3 separate regions of the Zea mays genome follow, and regions 1 and 3 are each linked to region 2. The links are chromatin contacts, called in public Hi-C maps. All regions are on one chromosome and are shown on one strand. The core of a region is the stretch at or near the end of the contact, and the rest is flanking DNA. Distances in the headings are between cores, read along the strand shown.

Region 1 (3,150 bases), core at 93-2,592, 190 kb after region 2:
AGCAACAACTTTCTGCAGAGCAGAAAGACCTATCTCACCGGCACATTTTGAGCGTGAATAAAGTATGGATCGACTTGTTGCACAACATCAACCAAGCGCTCAAACACATGGCGACGCATACGGAACCTACCATATAATAAATGTGTGTCACTGTAAGGGCTGATCAAGTTAAGTACATGTCAAAATGAATGTGCACATGAAATATATGAAATACCTCCTATGGAATTGAGCATCCGTGTACACGGGTTGGGCTCTAAAGTAGTCCGCTCGGATTCTTGCATCGCCGCTCATGTGATCACGATGAATCCGAACACGCCCAGGAATGGAACCACCGTGACGACGCTCGTTGCGTGCACGACGCCTCCTAATATGCAGGTACGTCGCCATCTGCAACTCTTCTTCTTCCTCTTCCATTTCTTCCATCATCCTAACAAGAAAATTGGATTCTAAGTACGGGTTCATTATTGTGGAGATTTGAAAGACAAGTGTGAGTGAAGTATTGAAGCATCAATGGTTATTTATAAAACGAGTAGGCTTCGGATACAAGCCATCGTGCTGGCGTGCAGACGAAGCTTGTCGATGGCTTGTTGAAGAAGTGTCATGGCTCATGGTGGAAGCATGTCAATCTAGAAACATATTTTTATACTAATAAAATACTATGTGACGTTTTATCGACAACAATTGCACACAATATCACATCGAATGTTAATTAACATTTACAATTAGAAATTATTAATCAAGCATTGTTTCGGAGGTTATTATTTGCAAATTAATGAAATACACTTTTTTGCGCATCCTTTGTATTGCGTTAAATGGGAAGAAAACAAAGAAAACAGGAAAAGAAATAGAAAAAGGAAATATGTTAACACTGTAGTTTTAGGAGACCGAATTTAGGGGACGCTGCTGGAGACTGAGAAGATATAGAGGACAAAATCTTTTAGTGTGTGCTGTAAATGACACAGAATATTTCTTTAGGCGATGGAATTTAGAGGACGCTGCTGGAGACACCCTAAATCAATTGGAGGCCAAGAACGGAACAATGTTGCGGTGGCGGGACTCTAGCTCCAGCCTCCAGGTCAAGCTTACGGCGGCAGCGCCCTAGCCGGCCTGCCCTGCTCGTCTTCTCCCTTTGGCGGACAGCATGTTGGCATCGGACGTCCGCACCGACGCATTTCTTCAGCGTCGCGCCGCCGCCGCCCCCAGGCCAGGCTCGCCCCTCGCCATTGCCAGTGCCATAGCTCCAAATCAGGTAGCCGCTCGCCCTCGTCCTCGTGAACTTGCGATTTGGTGCCTGTTAGGACATAAGAACCACCGAACTCGGGTTTATGACGTCTCAGGTACCGTTCGGTTTTCACGGAACGGAGGCATGACAATTTCTAGCTGGATTTCTTCTTTATGTTATATAAATTTTGATTAGCTGTAACGATTTCAAGTCTATTCGTGGACAAACAAACAAGCTCGGGTTTGGTTTGTAATACATAGGTATTACCGTGAAATTTGGGTTGGTGGAGGGGTTTTAGGCTGGCTCCAGCAAGGACCCCTAAAGGGTCCTCTACCCTAAATATAGAGGACCAAACGGTCCTCTATGCTCTCTAGCAGCGTCCTCTAAACTGTCTTTTAAATTTAGAGGACGCTACTGGATTTTCTATATATAGAGTTTCTTTAAACAGTTCTCTATACATTTGAATACTTTAAATAACCGGTTTAGCAAAACTAAAATATGCACAATACATTTGAGAGTATGACAAATACATATGTATAAAAAATAAAAATAAAAAATGTCTCTAATATATGTATTTGAGTATAGAGGACGTAATTTAGAGGATATTGTTGGAGAGAAAAGAGATATAGAGAATAAAATCTTTTAGAGAAGATTGTAAAGGACGGATATAGAGAATTAATATAGAGAACGTTGCTGGATACAGCCTTAGCAGCGATAGAATCTGGTCAAGCACGTCTCTATTTAGCCCACGTACAGCCCACGAAACAGCCACAGCCCACGGTGTAACCTTGATATTTAAGAAGCAGCAGCATTGCCGCATCCACATCCCCGTCCCTGGTGGTCGCCCCTCCTGGAGCTCGCCGCCACCATCTCGATTTTGTTTTCCCGACCACAGCGCCACCGCCCAACGCTAACCTGCCGCTCCACGAGTCTCGACAAATTATCGACGCGACTGGCACCCCTCCCCCTCCACTGGTGATTGTCGCCGTCAGCATCTTCCTCCGGTCCTCCCAAGGTGAGCGCCGACCTAATTCACAAATTATGTAGCAGTAATTAGAAGATCTCGAATTCTCGAGCTGCCTTCGGTAGGAAGGCCCACGTGTTCCCGATGCGAATTTGGTAGGAAGGGCCATATGTTCTATATGTGAATTTGCTCCATGCGCATGTCCAGGATTATCTAAATGCATATCTAGTACCATTGTCACGTTCTTTTGTACTGATGACAAGTTTGGTTTAACTGATGCTATCTGGAAGAGCTCGAACTGTATATCCTAGTTCCTATTATGAATCACCAACATTATATCATTTTTTGTCATTTGCGAACAATCCAATTTGAGGTGAACCCTGCATTTGGATCTGATCTAATTACAAGCGTATACATGTATTATACTAACTTCGACTGTTTTGCAAAAAAAATATTGGGTGTGCATGTGTACCCCCATGTCGTCCGCCCCTGATATGCTGTACTTCATCTTCTGTTTCATAGTCATTTGTTTTGTAGAGTAATTTTTGAGGATTGATTCACTATGATACTCCCTTCAAATTTGTACTCGAATTATTTTACTCATGTCAGTGCTGCCTCCAGTTTAATGCAGTTTCCGCTCCTGTTTTTATTGTTAATTATTGCTCATTCTTGGTGTACTCTTTGCAGAGCAAGCCTTCTAGAAGTTAAAGAAGCAGCCAGAACCATGACATCCCGTTTCTGGGGACAGGTACTTGCTTTCTCTTGCGCAATGGTACCAGTGTGCCAGTATATTTACGATGTGCATACTGAAGTAATTGAAGCAATTGTTGTTGATGCAAGAATCTAACACTTGCCTTGTCCTTTGCAACATCAGGGGGACAGTGAGTCTGAGGAAGAGGAGGAAGAAGTTGAGTCAGAACAGGGCAGCGATAATGATGATGATGGAGGTCATGGTGGTGCGGGA
Region 2 (3,130 bases), core at 26-2,525:
CCTACTGTTTGTTTTTGGCCACTTGCAGAGACATGTAAATACAACGGAATTTATGTTCAATGCCACCTCAGTGTTTAATCACACAGTTCAGGTTTATGTAGTAGTGCTGTCAACGTGAAGTCCTCGCACTAACATGAAGTCCTCGCACTAACATTAAGGCCTCGCACTAAAAATAGAAATTCACCCATCGGCTTTGTGATCAACAGCTGTCAACGTCGGCACCAGTGCTGATGCGGCAAACCCACTAAATGCATTACCCCGTTCAGGTTTATGTAGTAGCTACAATTAGCATATAAACCTAAACCACGAACAGCAGTAGAAAAAACAAAAAAAGAGAAAATCACCTTGCCGCTGAATTTCTTCTCCAGCTCCCTGACGAGTCTGACATGGATCTTCCTAAAGGCCTTGCGCAGGCGGTATGGGACGTGGATGACAACAGCCTTCCTGCTCCCGGTAACATCCATCTGGCTGCAAAGTCACAACAAACATCCTCACCAAATGTCACAACCATGCACCACATACTACTACATCTCAACAGGCGATAGAAGATAGAAAGAAACGTTACGCATACATAGCATTGTTGATGTACAGGTCCTTGAGGTCGCTCTTGAGCTCCTGGTTCCCGTTCTCCAGATCAAATAAAGCATGCAGGTACAACAAGCCAAAAAGCACATCACAACCCCGACACATTGGGAACCACAAACAAACAGAGCAGCAGTTCAAGGAAAATAAACGCAGTAAAAGGAGGAGAGAGGAGGTGGGTTGGCGCTATGCTCACCTGGGCAACGGAGTCCTCGAACTCGGAGGGCTCAAGGCCCTTCTCCTTCTGGATCTTCTTCCTCGCGGTGTACATCTTGCCTTCCCTTCGCCGCCGGACCCTGCGACCAAGGAGGAGATTCGATAAGCAGAGCACGGATCAGCAACCAGCGCAAGGGGAGATGATAACCATAGAACGCGAGGGCAGATCGATGGAGGCGCAGCCGAAGTGAGCTGAGCCAGTGCTCCTCACGCACGAGACCTACAAGTACAAGCATGACAGCCAAATCGCATCAGTGGGGGCACTGCAATGTGCTAGGAATCATAGGTCATTTCGTCAGGGATGAGGATGAGGGCGTTGCAATCAACCAAGCACGGGGGTGTGTACCTTGACGGGGTCGGACGCGGCGACGCGGGATCCGGCGGCGATGGCGCGGAGGGGCGCGGAGAGCGCCGCCATAGGTGGGGGTGGGGAATGGGAGCGGGCGGGCGGGCCTGCGCGTACGGTGCGGCAGAGACGAGTGCGGGAGGGACGCGGGATGCGGCAGGGGCGTTGGATGCGAGTTGGACGCTCTGGATGTGGCAGAACCGTGCACCATGGTTGGCTGTGAACGTCTACAATAGGTACTTAATTAGTAGTAGAGACTAGAAAGTAGAAACCCCCCTTAATTTGATGAAACTAGTCCTGTTTTGCACGATGACTCAAGGTGTTGACATTGTGTATATTCCTGTGCCTCTCTTGTATTGTCATGTACGTTAGGGCGATGCGGTCTTGACTCACATTTGTAACAACAATACCTAGGTTTGGTTGGGGTGTTTGTGTGCCAAATTATTATTATTTGTAACTTTGTTGATGACTGTTTAGGAAGATACTGACATTGTGTAGTTTGCTTGTTAAATTTGATCAATTCAGATCACAATCTGTTTAAGCTAAGCAGTATTTATTGGCTGCAGTTCAGAATCATTTGTTTTAAACTTCACGTGAGATTGGTCTTCAAAGGTTATAGAACTGCAGACGACATATGCAGCTGTATTCATTCATCCTGTGAATAGATATGATGCTTGTACCACTTAGCGTTTCTTTTGAATGAGATGAAATGCATCTAATAAACTAGAAAGAGAGTGATGTCAGTAGGTTTAGTTAACTGATTAGTTTTTGCAAAACATGACTTTTGCTTTGAAGCTCCGAATAACTTTGAAGTATAAAGCTGTGTTTGAAGCAATAATGTTGTATAGCATTTTCTAAATGCTTGATCATGAACCTATTATGTATGTAATGCTAAAAGTTTAATAAAAATACATGCATAAACAGAATTGGACTGAAGTTGCTTAATGAAATGTTTCAATGTTGCCTTTTCTGTCCAGTACATTGGTTGTCCTTGAGGCAAGGTCTTGCAACATTGTTTGTCATGGGTCTGAGTTGTGCGCCATACTGCTTTGATTACTGACCATGATTTGTGAGATAAAAAGTGTCATGCATGCAAAACTATGCTCTCACTCGCACCACAAGAATTCTTCTAGCAACCTGCAGGCTAACTACTCGCACTTCCATATTCTTTTTTTTTCATCGTTACTCCCTCCGCTCCAAATTGCATACATTATCAATTTAGTTTTATTAACTTGTCCATGAAATATGTTTTGATAGTGCATTTATTTGAATTTTTAGATGTCAATACATTTTTTTTCCTAAAAAAATATGGTTAAAGTTAGATTTTTTTTGATTTAACTATATTAATTTGAAACGGAGGGTGCATTTAAGAGCGAGAAATCATGCCTACCATCTTAATACGGAACTCATTAAAAAATTCATTCATATAGCATACACCATGAAATCTAGATCCAGATTCTATTTCTACCTGACCGACATTTTCGTTTGTATCTGACTAGGCTTGTCCGTCTGCGACTCAATTCTTTAGCATATCTTTTACTAAACCCATTTCTGCCTCAGATTGCTGTTCCAACATACATATTTCACTTAAACCTAATTTTCCTGTTCTGTTCTGTAATGTTACTTCATGATCCTTTTGGTTCGATACTTTGACTTGAATATAGATCCTTTTTTTACTTTCAAATGGTCTTGAAATGGTAAGCATCCATTAAAAAAAGGTTAACCATCAAATTCCTCGTCTTTTGTTGATGCTAAGCATTAGATTCCTCCACTTCTTGGGCCAATCGAGTCGGTAACCGGGACTTATAATGGAAAGTAACTCTGGAGTGCAAAGGCTGCCTAGCCCTTAGCTTAGGTCATGGAGAGTGATAGTTCAGAAATGAACTGTTTTTGCTGGTGAACAAAAATGACACATTAGATGCCGTATATTCGGTCAATAATGCCTGGTTTTTTTTTGCAAGAATAATGGCTGATATTCACGAGGTC
Region 3 (2,789 bases), core at 239-2,738, 130 kb before region 2:
GCTCCGTTCTGGGTGGGGATGAGGGGAAAGGCTGGGGTAGGCAGGGTTACAGTCCACATGGGGCTTAAACAAACAATCAGTCACTCGTGGGGTTACAAATGATTTTACATAATTTTCAAGGATATGCATGGGTTACACTGATTCAATCCGACCAATACTTTCATGAATAAGGTTATACATGAATCACTGGCAAATAATTGAGCAGCAGTTCAGTACAACAAAGGTAATGATTTTCGTAGGTATCAAGGGGAAACAACTATGCATGTCACCTGGACTGTGGCAGAAGTTGCAATGTTCACCTACTAGAATCCAGTGCACCACTCTTTTTAATGTACAAGACTATGCTATCCTCCTAGAAAGGAAAAAACTTCCTCTGCACTGACCCACCTCAACCCATTGCATACTTGAGCGAATCACCAGCACCCTGGAAGAACAGGCACGAGAGAGCAAAGTCTGCAATGAAGATTCCAACCAAGGAAACAACTACGGCAGATGTTGTAGACTCGCCAACACCCTTGGCTCCTCCATGGGTTGTAACTCCCCAGGCACAGCTCACCACCGCGATAATGGCACCAAACACTTGAGATTTGAGCAAAGAGCTGATCAAGTCCCATGGCCGCAGCGCCCTGCGCGCCGACTCCAAAATGATGCTGACGCTGACGCCAAACACAGAATCGGCCAGGAACGCCGAGGACGCGAGGCCGAGCGCGAAGCTGATCAATGTCAAGACCGGGAGCGCGAGCACGCAGGCGAGCACGCGAGGGACCACGAGGTAGTCGACGGGGTGGGCACCGAGGACGCGTAAGGTGTCGGTCTGCTCCGACACCTGCATGGTGCCGAGCTCGGCGGCGAACGCGGAGCCGACGCGGCCCGCGGCGACGACGGCCGTGACGACCGGCGAGAGCTCGCGCGCGAGCGCGAGCGCGAGGACGCCGCCGACGGAGCGGTGGAGGCCGAGGCGGGTGAACTCGCGCACGAACTGGATGGTGAAGGCCATGCCCACGAAGGCAGCGGTGAGGAGCGCGACCCCCGCGCTCCCGGGACCCACCCTACGGAGCTGCGCCAGGAGGTTGCGGCGGTGGACGCGGCCCGTGAGGACGCGGTGGAAGACCTGGCCCGCGAGGAGCAGCGCCGACAGCCCCCGCCAGATCGCGCGCGGCGGGGACCAGTTGGCGAGCAGGGAACCCGGGGCGGCGGGGGCGGGCGAAGGGGACGGTGGGGGAGGAGAGCTGTTGCTATTGCTGGCGGTGGTGGGCGTGAGGGACAGGCGCGGGACGGGTAGGCGGCGGCGAGACGGCTGTAAGCGGAGGAAGTACGATTTGCGGGTGGATTGGTGGAGGCGCGGGTGCGTCGTGGCGGAGGTGGGGCGTAGGTGGAGCGCGGCGGCGAAAGACATGGCTGCGGTGGTCGGAGATCGGCTTGGCGCCGGCGGTGACTGGAGTGCGTGTGGGTGGGGGTGGGGAAAGAGATGGCCAGATGGGGAAACGGCGAACGGTTTGGTGCGCGGAGGGGATTATTGTCGTGAAGTCGTATACTCAGTACCGCAGGCTTTGGGCCAGGAGCCCACGAGGGAGGCTCTACTACTCTAGTGTCAAGCAGGCAGGCAGGCTGCTGTGTGGAACGTCCGCTTGCTTTATCATGGGCTCGCGCACGCCCAGTTATGGGCTCCAACAGAGAGGCCCTGGGCCCAAATAAACGCCCACATGATTCACAGCCTGGCTGGCTGCACTCGAGCTAGCTGGAGTCTCTTTAACCACACTGAACGTCCTGCGTTCCACTTTTCGCGTCACTGAACTGAAACCAAACCAAAGCAGCAAGCTGTACAAAAGGCATCTACGTACTAGTAGGCTTCAGAATTAAAGAGTACCCCTACTTGCTTTCATGCTCGTACGTACGTAACATTAGTAGGTACGTGATCCAGTACGAGTGTACCAGTACATGATAGCCTGTGCGGTACAGTACACACCGCTCTCCTGCTTCCTGTCCTGTCCTGTGTGCTCAGACTTTTAGTTTGCAACCTGAAACACCGCTACTGGGCCGTCGTTCTCACACGCTCGCCTCTAGCTGGTTCACGAACATGGATGATCAGATCAGATCAGATCATGGGAGCAACCAACCATGGAGGCCGGGGATGTAGAGTCAGGCAGGCACATGCCGCTTTTTTTACGCTATATATAATTGCCAATGCCAAAGTAGAGACACACACTACGGTGCGATATGGCCGGTGGTGCAGTAGAGCTCCTAGCTAGCTACATGAGCGAGCAAAAAAAAACTATTAGTCACCAAGTCGGTTCATGCAGACGGGGTTGGTGAAAGGGCCAGGCTAATGGACAAGCAAAAAACAAGCAAACTGATTTCAAGGGAAACGATTCTCTCTGTCTTCCTTCCCCCAGCTTCCCTTTTTCAGCTCATCGTTCACGGCCGGAGATGCTTCCTGCCTCTGCAATCCGCAGAGTGCAGTGCTGTGAGGCTACCCTGTTTTTGTGGGATGGATGGTGCATGCAGAAGCTATACTCTTTAAAAACGGTGCCAGTTTTGTGTCTGTATTTGTGTGGACCGACCAAATGAGCTCATCCGCTGTGCCATACTCTCCACCATTTTAAGGCTTTTCTAGTCCTACAGCCATATTTCGCCGAAAGGTTTTCCAATGCAAGGTTAGTTTAAAAACCTTATTTTTCCAAATGATTTTTTATCAAACTAGCCCTAACGTAAATTAGTTTATTTTTTATTTTTGGAAAATAGAGTTCTGAAACTAGCCCTAACGTAAATTAGTTTATTTTTTATTTTTG

What was found. A called contact is a pair of places that touch in the nucleus more often than the background predicts.
Region 1: a contact with region 2 is called in a Hi-C map of ear, with 2.0 times the contacts expected there. The contact joins the promoter of LOC103646106 here to the promoter of LOC103646105 in region 2. A contact is called at or near these places in 5 of 25 Hi-C or Micro-C datasets (ear, endosperm, leaf and 1 more).
Region 3: a contact with region 2 is called in a Hi-C map of tassel, with 1.9 times the contacts expected there. The contact joins the promoter of LOC100275524 here to the promoter of LOC103646105 in region 2. A contact is called at or near these places in 2 of 25 Hi-C or Micro-C datasets (endosperm and tassel).

Annotation. Positions count from the first base shown.
Region 1 is chr2:21,071,713-21,074,862 of Zm-B73-REFERENCE-NAM-5.0, forward strand. LOC103646106 (eukaryotic translation initiation factor 3 subunit C) reads left to right here and starts at 1,343. Exons shown (of 4, transcript XM_008670830.4): 1 at 1,343-2,237; 2 at 2,874-2,934; 3 at 3,061-3,150. The coding sequence starts at 2,911.
Region 2 is chr2:20,879,712-20,882,841 of Zm-B73-REFERENCE-NAM-5.0, forward strand. It overlaps LOC103646105, which reads right to left and starts at 1,276. Exons shown (of 8, transcript XR_004856158.1): 1 at 1,145-1,276; 2 at 572-1,018; 3 at 345-468. It also overlaps a transcript of LOC100283064 not described here.
Region 3 is chr2:20,748,832-20,751,620 of Zm-B73-REFERENCE-NAM-5.0, forward strand. LOC100275524 (Protein TRIGALACTOSYLDIACYLGLYCEROL 1 chloroplastic) reads right to left here and starts at 1,489. Exons shown (of 1, transcript NM_001149583.2): 1 at 93-1,489. The coding sequence starts at 1,396. The coding sequence ends at 389.